2 separate regions of the Hordeum vulgare genome follow, and region 2 is linked to region 1. Evidence: chromatin contacts called from public Hi-C data. All regions are on one chromosome and are shown on one strand. The core of a region is the stretch at or near the end of the contact, and the rest is flanking DNA. Distances in the headings are between cores, read along the strand shown. Region 1 holds the start of LOC123395664 (lipoxygenase 2.1, chloroplastic). Region 2 holds the start of LOC123397850 (elongation of fatty acids protein 3-like).

Region 1 (7,270 bases), core at 3,572-6,071:
ACATTCTTTAAGTTTTATGTACATCCGTATGTAGTCCATAGTGTAATCTTTAAAAGGTTTTATATTTTAAAATGTAGGAAGTGTAGATCATGTGTAATCTACTGCACAAATTCGGAGGTGGTGGGTTGTCAGAATCGTGACTCAAGTCTTAGAATCTCACGACTTTACGATCCAAACTATCCCCTTCGATCCTATGATTTTTCTCATAGAATCTAAGTTTCTACGATCCTAATAGATATGATTCTATGATTCACGATCCTACCAACGGAGCTCCGATCCGATTCAGAATCGCGATGTCTAAGCCATTGGATTACAATGATGAACAACCCACATAATTTGATGTACTGTAAAAACGACTTTCTAATTTTCTGAATTATCTTGTGACTTTAGAAAGAGATTATCTCCCACGAACAATTCATATAGGAGAGGCAGATAGCAAGCCGACTGCTCCATCTTCGTCCTCCGTCGAACAACTCAAGGAGCATCCTGTAATCATCTTGGTTCATCAAGCACTCCGGTAGGACTAGGGTTATTATCTTCCACGAAGAGCCCCAAACCTAGGTACATCGTGCGTCTTGCATCGCTAGTTACCAATCTCGTTTCCGGAGCCCGCCGGTGTCCCTTCGGTCCCAACCACTCTCGATAAGCCTACCCATGGCATCTGTCGTGAGAAAACGACGACAAATATTTAAGCCATTGGATTAGAATGATAAACAGCCGAGCTAATTTGATGTACTGTAAAAAGACTTTCTAATCTTGCCTTGTTTATGTAATATCTTGTGACTCTAGAAAGAGATTATCTCGTGCAACATATATATATATCATCGTGTCCTTTAATTATAATTTGGTGCTCATTCCCATTATACCCACCGCCGGGCCAAGAGACTGAAGACACTCTTATTTACGCCTAGTTGAGTTACACACACACACAAGGCAGCTCAAATGGAGATGCTGTTGGGGATGCCCATCTCCATCACCATCTTCTCGTCCGTGGGATCACCGTCCGACGGCCTGAGCAGCACATACGGCACCATGCCGGCGCCGTGTCGGTTTTTCCGGTCGGGGTCGTTGTTCCACTCATCCACCTGCTCCACGATCTTCCTGGTGCTCTCCTTGAACTCCTCAAATGCCTGGTTGATCACCCCATCCTTGGTCCATGCCGGCTCTTCGTGCGTGCCCATGTACTCCTCATCCGACGAGTGCGTGGACAAGAGGTCCAAGATGGCAAGGACTATGGCACTCTGGTACTGGGACGGGAACGTGTCCAGCAGCACCTTCTCCGGGGCCTCCACAAAGTCGCGCATGTCGTCGCCGCCAATCTCGGTCGGCATGTTCCTCCGGGCCATGGTCGGGCGGTTAGGGATGTACCCGGCCATGGGGTACTGCCCGAAGTTGACGGCGGCGTGATGACCCGACGTGACCCACATGATGGTCGCCAGGGTCTGCGCCAGGTTCTCATGGCTATCCAGCTCGGGCCACCACGGCTCGTCCTGCTTGTCAGCATGGCCTTTGGTGCGCACCTCGGTCCACCAAGCCTGGAGCTCCTCGTCGTCGACGATGTCCGCGGCGCACGGGTAGTAGTGCTGCACGTACGTCAACGCCCACTGCTTGATGGCGTCCCAGACGAGCAGGCCGTCGTTGGCGTAGGGGTAGTCCTCTATGGCCAGCTCCAGCTCGCCGTTTGGGTTCCTTACCGCCATGCCCCTCCGGATGAGGTCTTCCGGCAGAGCCTCCATGTCGAACCGCCACTGCTGGTCATAAGCCACGGAGCTGAGCTCCAAGGAGTATTCCCCCGGTACGAAGGAGCCCTCGATGATCCCGCCGGCGTTGATGAGCATCGCGCGCGCCTGCGCGTTGATCTCCATGGTGAAGCGGAAGTGCGGGTGCAGCAGGCGGTAGACGGGGTGCATCTGGCTGAGCTGCCGGTTGGCGGCGATGATGTAGGGCTCGGTGCAGGCATGCGTCCTCAGCCAGTGGCTGACGAGCTGGTGGACGCCGGCGTCGTGAGCCAGGATATGGGCCTTGGCCAGCTGCCACAGCCATGATCCCGTGACGCTGCCGTCGCATCCAGGCGTGAAGACCTGGCGCCACTGCGGCTTCTTCTTTGACTTGGGCCGGGTCAGCTCGATGGCGATGGGACGGAGCGTGCCGTCGGCGGTGAGGAAGAAGAGCGCGCGCGAGCCGTACAGGGTGGTGCCGTCGAGCTTGCGGACCTTGTGTACGTATGGCAGCAACAGGTCGTGGTAGTCGAGCATGAAGAGCTTCTTGTTTTGCACGGCCTCATCAGCTGTCATGACACGCCTGATCTGCTCTTCAACCACCTCTTTAGTGATGAGGGAGTCTGCCGGGCCGTAGGTTGCCTCGTCCAGATTGCTCTTGATAGGAAACTCCTGCACGCATGCATAGTTTTCATATCATATACTCCCTCCATCTGGGTTTATAAGTCTTTCTACAAGTTTCACTAGTGCTTTTGATAAGAAAGTACTGCATGCATAGTGCTCTTTCATATCATATAGAAATTGGTATGAAGATTTTTCCTTTCCTTTCCTGCATAAATAGAGCCATGCATAATTAATAACAACATACATACCGTGACCAGTTGGATGCTCATTGGGTTCATCCCTGCGATGGTTTGTCGCGCGAATTCCTCGTCTCTGAACCAAGCAAACTTGTCCCCTGCATTCCCAACATGTTTGCTACTAATTAGTCAACTGCAATTATCGACCCATCAAGCAAGCGTGATGTGCAATGGATGAACGAATCTATGTATGTATGCTTGTTGTTGTGCGTACTGTCATGAATCTCGGGCGTCTCGAACTTGAAGACCCTGCGTATCCCCTCGAGGAACGCGGCCCCTTCGAGCTTGAAGAGGTGGAGCAGCTCCGTCTCAAGCAAGTCGATGACGAACCTGAGCTTCCCTCCTTCGGGCTGCACCGGCTGGTTCCTGAAGTTGTCGTCGTACAGCTGGTCAATGGCCGACAAGGAGGGGAAGCTCTGGCTCTTGTGCTTGGCCGTCTTTAAGCCGGTGGTGAGGGCGTGCAGCTGTGACATGAACTTCTTTGTGTCGAACGCTCCCATCTTGCGCTCCGTGAAGGCCTCGTCCCGGGGCACGTAGATGTGCTCCTTGTGGCTCCTCTCCTCGGAAAACGGGTCTTTCTTGCTGCGAGGGCGGCCCGTGCGGCACCGTCGTGGGTAGGGGTGCTCCTTGCCACCGAGCACGGGCCGCGTGGTGGGGTTGTTGTCGTCGTCGGGGTTGCCCAGGTCATTGTACACGTCGTAGTCGTAGATGCGGTCGTGCTCCTTGCGCTCCCCGCAGCCGGTGCCGCGGAGGATCTCCAGCTCGCGCTTGCGCAACCCCTCCACGCCCTTGGGCGTCTGCGACGGAAGGTAAGAGTGCTGCACCACAAAAATATATATTTGGTTTATAAGCATGCATGCAATGCTAAAATCAGTTAATTATATATGGGATCAATGGTGTTTTCGATCATTACTTTACTTTTTAGTTATCTATAAACGATCTTATATATATATATATTAGTTTACAGAAGAGGAAGACAATGGTGTTTTCGATTGAAAACACAAGTATTTAGGTAGTCCATTTCTGAGACAGAGAGAGTGAATAAAGAGGGATCGACCGACCGCGGGAAAGAAGACACGCTTGTCGGGGGTGCAGTGCGAGGGGTCGATCCAGGACTTGCAGTGGAAGGTGACGGCGGACTCCTCCTGGCCGGTGGGGAAGACCTCGATGTCCCCCAGCAACATCTCGCTGTGGTGGTAGTTTGTGACCTGCACGGCGCCGATGGGTCCGAACGACGCCGGCACCTTGAAGGTCGCCTCGTACATGTCCCACTCGTCGTCCACTCTACCCGAGTGCTTGACGGCCCCGGAGATGGGCTCCCGCTCCTGCCCCGTTTCTGCACCACGCAAACATACTATATTAGTATCAATCTTTCCTTTCGATCGGATTTACCTGTCGCCTCAAACATGGGATGTATGTATACTTAGGGCTAAAACTAAATCATTGTGCGTGCATTCTTTGGACCTGGTTCGTAAGCCAACCGGGGCTAAAGACCCCGCTTGAAGAATCGGGACTAAATCCTCTCTGAAACCGGAACTAAATCTCTGTTTTCAACTAATGCATTAATGTACCTACAATGCAAGGGCGGGAGGATTGTGACTCACGTGGATCCAACTCTGAGCTGACGAGGTCGACGTGCAGCCAGGTTTTGAGGATGAGGTCGTAGAGGAAATCACGAACCCCGGCTGCCTTACTCATGTGCACCGTCACCGTGGCCTTCATCTCGGTGGCGTGCGTGCGGTCCTGGACGTGGACGTCCGGGCGGGTTACCGTGCCAACGGCCGCCCCATTGGAGTCGGCGGACAAGGTGGTGGTGGTAGTGGTGGTGGTGCTGGTGCTGGTGCTGCCCACCTTGGAGACGCTGGTGCGGCGGCCATTGCCTGGTTTCCGGCGAGCCTCGGGCACCACGAACGTCCTCCGCCGGGCCGACGACGACGGCGCGGCACACGCGCCCCCTACTAGCGGCTTGGTCGCCGTCAGCATCGTGGGTACGCTACGGTGTTGGCTATTGCGCTACGCGATGGGGCGGAAGGTTGCACCGTCTTGGTTGGTTTCGACCTAGCTAGACAGTGCAACCCTGCCCTGGCAGATCAGGAAAGGAAGAGGTGATGGAAGGATCTGATGTCGGAGAGAGTGAGCCCTGGGTGCCCTATTTATAGAAGAAAATACTCCTACATATGTATAGGGAGCTGAGACGACAGAGATGGAACAAGTATTTTGATGAATTCGTCTATTTTATGTGTGTATGTACGTATCTATCACTATCAGCCGTGCAGCTATACAGCGCATCTAGATCTGAGGTGCAGGTAGTACGTAGTGTAGTAGCATCTTGCGCTGTGGCTTGCATATCATATGTATCCTGGGTCCATGCAAAATATGTCATATATATGTGGGCTTGCATGCATTGCATGTGCGTGTGCGTTGGAGTGATAAGGTCCCCGCGGATACGTCCGGTTCTTGGTTTTGGCCGGTACCCGGCCGGCGTGTTCCCCGGGGAAACACGCAGGGAGGGAGGGAGGCGTGTGCCACGATTCCGCTCCAGTCCACCGGCGGAAGGACGGACGGACGGTGGCGACGCCTCTCGCGGCGTCAAGCGGAGGCGTGTTCCACGTTCGGCTCCCAGCCAAAATGTTTCCTGGGGGAGGAAAACGACCTCCCAGCTAGGCACAGCCCTTGCCATCCCCCATTGCCGCCAAAGGGGATTAATGGATGATGAACGCTTACTGCTACTCCCTCCGTTTCGGTTTATAAACATTGATAACCTAAGATAACTTAATTGTACACCAGGACGGAGGGAGTAATTAATGGGAATCCATGCATATTTACGGGCGTGTTTCAGACATCCAAAACCGCACGAATGCTGCGTTTCAGTTTCGTCCCGCTGAATTAAGCTTGCTTTCTTTCGAATTTCTCCGGTCGCCGATCTCGTGCTGGATATTTCGTCCGGCTGGATTCTTTTTTATCCGCATTCCGGTCGAATTTCCAGACCTCTTTCCGAGAGGCCTTCATTTTCAAAAAACACAAGGATCATTTAGAAATGTAGTCAGTAGGGTGATACGGGATTTAACCCTGAATCATAAGCTTATTATGGCGGCAGGTCCAAAGTGCCTATACCAAGGCCGCAAACGAACACCAAATGATTCCATGATGTTCCCACGAGTATCGGGAAGGTGGGGGGAAATGATCTCTCGAAATGAATTGAGGTCCCATTTACAGCCGAAGCTTTCCCGAACACAGCTCCACATGAATTTGGCCGCTGCGCGTTGGAACATTGGTATGATCAACGTCTTCCAGAGCCCCAGAAAGTGCACACGAGCCTTTCCCAGGCCCGTGTCATTTCTGAAGGTTGAGGTCCGAGCCGCTTTGCAAAGGAAGATACGGATTTTGAGTGGGACAATTGTAGACCAGATGGCTTTGGCATGGCGGATAGGAGGGCCATGAACAATTTTTGCGTAGATATATAGCTTTCACCGAGGGGCAACCCCATGCTTTAAGGTCCCAACGAATGACGTCCCTTTCATCCGAGAGATGGATCTGGCCTAGATCAAGTAGCAGGGCTTCATAGGATGCCCTCTCCTCGCTATTAGGATGAGGAAAAAATATTAATAAGTTTGGGCACATCAAGTCCTTCAAGTAGTGTTTATAATGGATCAGTAGTAATGATGAAGAGATTTGGATATTTGATATATAAAGGCAAAATTTATGAACAAAAAAACAGTGGCGAAGGCAGGAATATTTTTCAGGTGTGGCAGAATTTATGAACAAAAAAACATATATAATGTAACTATGCAAGAGCTCGCAAGAATGCTATCTATGTATAACTTTATGTTCAGAAAATACAACCGAAATGCAGAAGTTTTGTATTGACACTCAAAATATATATCTCACTAGATGGAGTTTCTTCTTACTCAATGAAAATTACATGGATGACCAATCACAAATTTATCGTCTATATTAACTACACGAACATAAAGCATATCTGCAAATTATAGAAACAATGGATAAATCATGAATTGAAATAGTATCATAGAAAACACATTATAGAAGTTCGGTTAGTTAGAAAGTATACATTTCCATGAGGAGGTTTTACTTTTATTAAGCAGACAGAGAAGTTTCCTGGTCAAAAGAGGTTCGGTTCTGTAGGCGTAATCTCTGGAATTGTTTTGCTAAATATTATCATTAGTAATTTTGTTACGTACAGGTTGTGTACTCTATTTTATAAGGGGCATGTCCAATGCACTGAAGCCACATGCTGAGATGGTCGGCTGGATGCATGGCTCAGCTAAAATCAAACACGTACTACAGGAGTATGCTAGTGTATTTGCACCAAATTTTAGGTGTGGCGGGCGCCAAATCTTGCCAGATTGCTGGCTTCGCCCCTGGTTATAAAGCGATTTAGTAAGCTAGAACTTTGTGTCGGCCCATCGCCAAACACAAAATGGGCACCCAAATGAAATATCTCTTTGCATTTCTGGACCTGATTCCATAACTGGGAGCCCCCATTTTATGTGAAGGATAAGGAGCTGCAAAAGTATCTACCCCCTCCGTTCCTAAATAACCGTAGTTCAGGAAAACTAGTCTGGTTCTCTTCAACTAGAATTTTTTTTTGAAGGGTAAAGCAACGCTTTATTAATCATAGGCCACAAATTGTAGAATACAAGATTGGTCGTGGGGTTGGCTCAACCAAACGTA
Region 2 (7,292 bases), core at 3,366-5,865, 180 kb after region 1:
CGGGCCATCGCGAAACCAGACGTCACTGGACAAACGATGCAGCGGGAGAGAGGTGGTGGATGGGCTCGGGCTGATGATGCAAAGAGGAATGAGGTGGATGTGGTTAGGGTTGGGGGCGCCGATCGGAATAAATAGCGGATTTGGCATTGGGCGGCGAGCCGGAGCGATGCCACGCGGCGTTCACGCCCTCACCGTCGAAGGCGTGCGTCGGACCGTCGGGTTTCCATAATTTCGCGTGAGACCCCATCGTTAGTCCGATGTGGCGGTTGTGTTCGGGCATCCATATCTGCTCTAGATTTAGATTGTCCGTGAAGGGTGCCGGTCACCCCGATAGTTTAAGACCCGCTTGAAAAACTCGTCTGCATTTTTTCAAGACAAAAAAAAAATCGGCCGTCTATCCGAACGTTTGAGAAAGGTCTAAAACATCGCTTGTATATAGATGTTCTAACAAGAATACCAAGGCGGGCACGATCGCACGCACTCGATTCCTCTCGGAGTGAATCAAAGTTAGGGTTCGTTTTCGTCATCGTGTACAATCTCAGGTCGAAAATAGACTTGGCTCGATTCCGCTCGTCCCGGGACGTGATTCTTGAACCCGGTGGTGTCTGGTACTCCCTCTTTGTTTCTTTCTAGCTAGCACTCGAGATTTCTTCACACAGGGCACCGGGCCACCCTTCGAACTAGTTCGAGGCTAAATCTGCCAACCTTTCCTCTTTTTGGAAAGGTCCGCTAAAGCATCTGCATGAGGATGGATCTTTCTGTTCCGGCCCTCCGGCCGTTCCGTTCAGCTCCGACGACGATGACAACGACGACGACTCCAAAGTTAAAGTTGATATGGAACTGAACAGGACGAAACGGAACGGACGGTGCACGCCGAGTCCACCTAACCCAAGAAAGCGAATGACGTGAGAGCTCATGCTCATCCGCCAATCACTCGACGGTAGACTTTAGCCTGAGACGACGTATGCCGCGCTCGATCCCCGTGGACGATGTTTCTCAAAATCCTTTATACTCCCTTTGTAAAAAAATAATATGAAAACGTTTAGATCATTATAAAATAATCATTCCTTCGTCTTAAAATAAATGACTCGACTTTGTATTAATTTTATACTAAATTTAGTATAAAGTTGAGTCATTTATTTTAAGACAGAGGAGGAGTAATATATATACCAGTCGTTCACTTGTCAATCATCTGTCTCCTGCCCCCCAACCTCTGCTGGTGCTAGTATTATTTTACCGTGCCGTGCTTAATGTAATTTCTCCACTTTGCAGTGTCGTGCGTGCTTGATGTAATTTCTCTGTCGCCTTGGATTGTGATCAATATGATGGGAAGGATCCTAACCTTCTTCTACAGATCTCAATCATCAATCCGGGATAGGGTTCATACACGATCCTGTGATCCTGATATGGTCATATGATACGACTGGGTGCTTTATTTCTAGAGTCTTACAACTTTGAATATTACTTTAATGGAAACCTTGGTGCAGGGAAAATATATACTCCCTCCGTCCTAAAATTATTGTTTTAGATTTATTTAGATTAAATGTATCTAGTCACGTTTTAGTATTTTGATACATCCATCTCTACGCAAAACTAAGACAGTAATTTTGGAACAAAATGAGAATATTTTTGTATCCGCGACAATGTTACTATAATATTTTCTAATTAAGACGAAATAATCTAGGGCATCACAGCTGCAAGCCGAAGAACACTAATAATATGCATGCATGCATGCTTTATTAGATTCTTTGTGTGCGTGCCATCATATTCAGTTCCTTTTCAGGGGAACCTAGCTCACTTTCCACAAGACAGCTTCACAAAGCTACGTATAAGAGTTTTTTTTTTAAACCAAGGCATAATATTTGCCTCAACCATGCTACATATAAAAGTAGTACATGTTGGTAGAGCAGCTAGCACAAAATAAATCTTCCTTTAGGCACCAACCAGCTGCTATTTCTTAATTATATTTTAGGTGGTAAAGACTACTTGAAAAGGAAGGAATATGGATGTATTTGGCCGCAAACTTGAAATGAGGTGAACCAAATATTAATAAAGTAATATATACCTATAAATAAAGTAATAGTGAAAAAACTAATACCATATACCTATAATAAAATGTAAATTATAGTTCGCAAAAATTTTTGGGCCCCCTCTTATTTTAGGCTAAAGTTTGCTAATGAATTTAACTAATAAGATGTAAATTATATCTCATAATTTACATTTTGATAGTTTTGTATACTTTGAAAAAAAAATACAAATCCAACAATATACTTTGTGTATCACATAATTTACATTTTGTTAGTTCTGTAGATGGTCAAACTTTTCCCAAAATACAAGAGGCTCAATAAACCTGGACGGATGTAGTACTGTACATATTGGCTAAACACATGACATGCCATTAAAATATACTACTCAACTAGCAGCTCTTTTTTTTTTTTGCAGGGTACTCAACTAGCAGCTGAGTCTACTATTAAAATTGCTATGGCGGTGGTTGATGCGCTTATGTGGTGCTCCTAATAAAATAACTCTAGACGTTAACATCAGGTGGTACACACGATTTGTCTAAACCCTAAAAATATGGTTGGATGGATGAAAATTGTCAAATCCAAATAACTCGATCGGTGCCGTTAGTTTGGTCGTGGGTAATTCTTTTAATTGCCGTTAGGTTCCATCCTAGCAATACAATACACTGAACGAAGCTAAATAATTAACCTAGTCTAACAAACTAGTGCTAAATTAAGCATCAAACTCAAGTAAGCAAGCGAGCGAGAGAACGGGTCTATGTCGCGAATTCCTTTGTTAGTAGTTTTCCCTCAACGATAATAGTGTTGTTGTTTTTTCATGACGAATCAAACTTGAAATTACACCCGTTTCCTTGCATATATATAGTGTCCTATTTTCAGTGGACATTTATCATGTTGAGGCTACAGGGCCGGCCCTGGGCCCCCAAGTCGAGGGGTCCCCACCCAGGTACGATACCAAGTAGCCGAAGGACCTCTTGTCAAACAAAGAAGTAGCCGAAGGACCTGGTCAACACGTCCAGCTTGCCACGCTAGGTAACTTTGCATGCAAATCGCTCTGCTCAAACGGAACTAATGCATGTATAGCCCATGATTCTTTCCTTGTGTTCGCTATGATCTTTTCTAGCACAAGATCTTTACAATCCCCAATTCCCTATTTTGTTATTCCAAGTTCCAAAAGGCCTATCACTCCGATGTCGCCGATTCATGAATTGGGAGCGACGCCGACATAGATGAACTCCTTTTCAGGATGTAGCCGTTGAACTCACACATACTCACGTGGCTAGATTACAAACTTGGAGGGCCACCATGAGACGCAGCCCCCCTACTAGTAGTATTAAGGGCCCCTGAATTTTTGTTTTGCCCCGGGCCTCCAAAATCTCAAGGCCGGCCCTGTGAGGCGATATATGCATGCATAACTAGATCTTATGGCCATAAACAGACAATTTAGGGTGGTGGCGCGGCGGTGGTGATGGTGTGGACGGATCCCTCAAAGCAAGCATGCATGCAAATCGTGTTTCATGCATCACACCAGCCCCTCCTAGAATGGCCACCCTAACTTTAGGCAAGCACATTTCAAGACCCTTTCCCTTTTGTTTGCATGCTGATAAAGACTTTTTTTTCCTTTTATTACACGTTGATTGTTATCATGCATGCCCCTTTTCATAGCACCAAAGAAGATGCATCTTCTAAAAGTTCAACAATTCCGTTAAAGATATTTTGGAAGTTTTTCATGATCCTAAAATGACATAACAATAAAAGTCAAAGTTAATTAATTGAGACCACCCCTCCCCCGCCCCAGGGAAATAAATAAATGAAAATAAATTGAGACCCTATAAAGCTTGGAACTCTAAGCCTGGCTCCGGCTGTCCAGGTCCAAGCCCGCTAAAACCGAATATTTTAAGCTATTTTTGATGCAAAATAGGACATGAAGCAATTTTCCACACGGTTTCATAAATATCGTATCACAGTTTGGATTCTGGTAAATTGAAGAGACCAGAACACAAAGTATTACGTCTTTTATAGAGATATATAACTGTCCATCGACGATCCAACACCGAGTTTTGCGCCATTTACGCCTTTTAGAATCGAAAATATGATTTCACATGTTTTCATCGATAGCTACGCGACTATATCGACTCCAGCAACCACCTCGAAACACCAAGGCTCCGACATTCGACACCCATCGTGCGGGTTTACAATGAAATCTCATACTCCATCCGTCCGGAAATACTTGTCCTAAAAATAAATATAATTGATGTATTTATAACTAAAATAAGTCTAGATATATTCATCTCTAGGACAAGTATTTTCGGACGGAGAAAGTATAGATACATCAATTATATTCATTTCTAGGACAAGTATTTCCGGACGATGGAGTATGAGATTTTCTTTTCTCACCAACTAGTTACATATGTCCATATTTCAAAAATACCCTAGGGCCTTTGCGGGCCCGGCCCTAACCCGGGGTGAACGGGCCTGGGCCTGGGCCAGGTTGACCTGGTCCATGAAGTATGACCGACAAAGGAGAGGAGGCCGAGGCGAGTATATATATCCCGGCTCCCATTCCCCAAATCCCTTTTAATCCTCCGCACCGTACGACCGCAACAAGCTCCTCCTTTTCCTGCCTGCCGGCGAGCGACCGATCCGGCGGACGAGACCATGGCGCTCGCCGGCGACGTCGCCTACTGGCTGGCGGAGCACCCGGACATCGTCGGCTTCCGGTGGAGCCCCTCGGGCCTCTGGTTCTCCACCTGGGCGTTCCTCCTCGGCTTCCTGGCCGCGTACGTGTCCCTCTGCCTGGCCGCCGACGCGCTGCTCGGCGCGCTCCTCCGCCGCCGGAAGCCGGTCCCTTTAGGCCCCCTCCCGGCCGCGCACGCGCTCCTGATGGCCGCCGTCTCGGCGACCATCTTCGCCGGCACGCTGCTGTCGGCGGTGGCGGAGATACGGGACACGCGGTGGTCGTGGCGTGGCCGGAGCCGGACGACGCCGCTCCGGTGGCTCCTCTGCTTCCCGCCGGGGACGCGCTCGTCCGGCCGCGTCTTCTTCTGGTCCTACGCCTACTACCTCTCCCGGTACCTCCACGCCTTGCGCGGCGCGTTCGCGGTGCTCCGGCGCCGGCGCGGGGCCGGCGCCCGGGTGCTGGCGCACGCGGCGTCGGTGGCCATGGCGTTCCTGTGGCTCGAGTTCTCGCAGTCGTTCCAGGTGCTGGCCATCCTCGCCTCCACGCTCGCCCACGCCGTCGCCTTCGGGTTCAGGTTGTGGGCGGGCATGCTGCCGGCGGCGCGCGGGGCGTGCCAGCTCGGGCTGCTGGGGTGCAACCTGGTGTGCCACGCGGGGGTACTGTGGATGCACTTCGGCGGGGCCGTCGCCGGCGGGTGCAGCGGCATCGGGGCATGGGTGTTCAACACCATGCTCAACGCCGCCATGCTCTGGGTGTTCCTCCACTGCTACGGCGTCACCCGCGGCGTCCTCTGCGATGACGACGACGACGACGGCGCCTCCCTGCAGCAGCAGCAGCAGAAGAAGAAGAAGGAGATGTGAGAGGGGCGGCGGCGTGAGGTGATCACCAACCCAACCCAACCCAAAGAAACCATTGTAACATACATCCATTGCTGTACATATAGGTAGGCCGGCATCGGCATCTGGCATTGGCATCTCAATGAGATGAGATGACATGAGATGAGGAGGTGACTGCTGCTACAAACCAAACCAAAGCAAAAAAACAAAGATTCAATTTTAATTATAGAGATGTGCATATACATACATGCATAGATACATATATGCGTTCCGGGTTTGACGATTGGATCCAACACCCCCGATCGATGATGCTGATTAACTCGATTCCTATACTCTGTTCTTGTGTTCATCCATGTGATTGCAAGGGGAATTTTTCCTCTTTCTCTTGTTGCTGCTGCGCACATCTCCTTGTTTGATTGAGTTGATCCATTTGGCAGCTTGTTTGTTGGCCTGAACAAGCTGATTTCAGTGTGGCATCTTATTACGATCCCTGTCTGTCAGTTGGCATACCATCAGACAAGTGATGTGATGAACAAAAGCGCATAGGTTCATCAGAAAGGGTCTCAAGTGCACGAGTGGCGCCATGCCGGTTTGTCTTTGCAGGACTGGAGCGTGGCGTGGCGTGCGCAGACAAGACAGAGGCACGGAGCACAAGAGAACACAGCTGAAATGGCACCGTTTTCTGGTTGAGCACCACCCCATGAAGCAGAGCTGCTGGCCATGGACGTGAGTGAGGAAGGCGACACACACGCGGACAAGGAGAGAGGCGTCCATGCCAACGTCCTGCCTGCCTACCTACCAGAAAACGGCGGCTGGCGGCACCGTCTCTGTCTCTGTCTGTGCAGAGCACCATGAAGCAGATGGCACGCCGACCTTCTTTTCAACAAGTATTTCCTTAGGAAAAGAGGGAGTACAGTCGAACAACAAGTGGCAAAATTAACATTCTTTCTCCTTTTTCAGCATCACTTAAAGTGTGATGAGGAAGTGGCAAGATCAAGGAATAAAAAAAAGGTGCTTCTGTTTGGTTCCTAATAAAGCAAGATGAGTTATGTGCTAGCTGATCTACCAACATATGCTACTTTTTACCGGAAAAAAAAAACATATGCTGCTTTTATACTTCATCCGTCCCAAAATAAGTGTCTCAAGCTTAGTATAATTTTATACTAGAGCTAGTATAAAATCGAGACATTTATTTCGAAACAAAAGGAGTAGTATTCATTCATGGCTTTATCAAAGCTATCTTCTCGAAACTGAACTAGCTAGGTGCCCCTGAAAATGAACCACAGCCCGCCCATAGGCCGGGGCAACGGGTCGCCCGCCCTGGGCCCCTGGGAGGTAGGGGTCCCAGCCCAGAAAGTAGCACAGTATACGTTTTGCGATATTTCTGACTTAGATTTAGAAAATAAGAGGAAAAAAACAAGGCCCAAGATACTACCTAGTTAGCACCGACGGACCAAAAAAATCAATTGCTAGTTAACTATGTTGCTGTATTACCTAAAAAAATAAACTACGCTGATGGAGCACGCCATCGGTCTCCTCCAATAACGTCTCCAGCCTCCTCGTCTCCTCCCCAAAATTCTCCTATGCCAAAGAACAGTGCCGCGCTCAAGTGCACTTCCAAATTCGAGGAGCCGCTCTGTGCATCATCCATTAATGGAGACCAAAGGTGCTATTCCCTTCCCCAATCATCTCTCTTTGCATCCTCAATGTTCCCCATCAACTAGATTTTTTAGGCATCACCGCATTAGAGAT

Evidence for each region. A called contact is a pair of places that touch in the nucleus more often than the background predicts.
Region 2: a Hi-C map of seedling shows a contact between it and region 1, with 2.1 times the contacts expected there. The contact joins the promoter of LOC123397850 here to the promoter of LOC123395664 in region 1. A contact is called at or near these places in 2 of 6 Hi-C or Micro-C datasets (leaf and seedling).

What each region holds. Positions count from the first base shown.
Region 1 is chr5H:3,446,349-3,453,618 of MorexV3_pseudomolecules_assembly, forward strand. It overlaps LOC123395664 (lipoxygenase 2.1, chloroplastic), which reads right to left and starts at 4,822. Exons shown (of 5, transcript XM_045090687.1): 1 at 4,183-4,822; 2 at 3,640-3,914; 3 at 2,793-3,396; 4 at 2,591-2,676; 5 at 797-2,390. The coding sequence starts at 4,561. The coding sequence ends at 939.
Region 2 is chr5H:3,622,429-3,629,720 of MorexV3_pseudomolecules_assembly, forward strand. It overlaps LOC123397850 (elongation of fatty acids protein 3-like), which reads left to right and starts at 4,616. Exons shown (of 1, transcript XM_045092380.1): 1 at 4,616-5,889. The coding sequence starts at 4,683. The coding sequence ends at 5,564.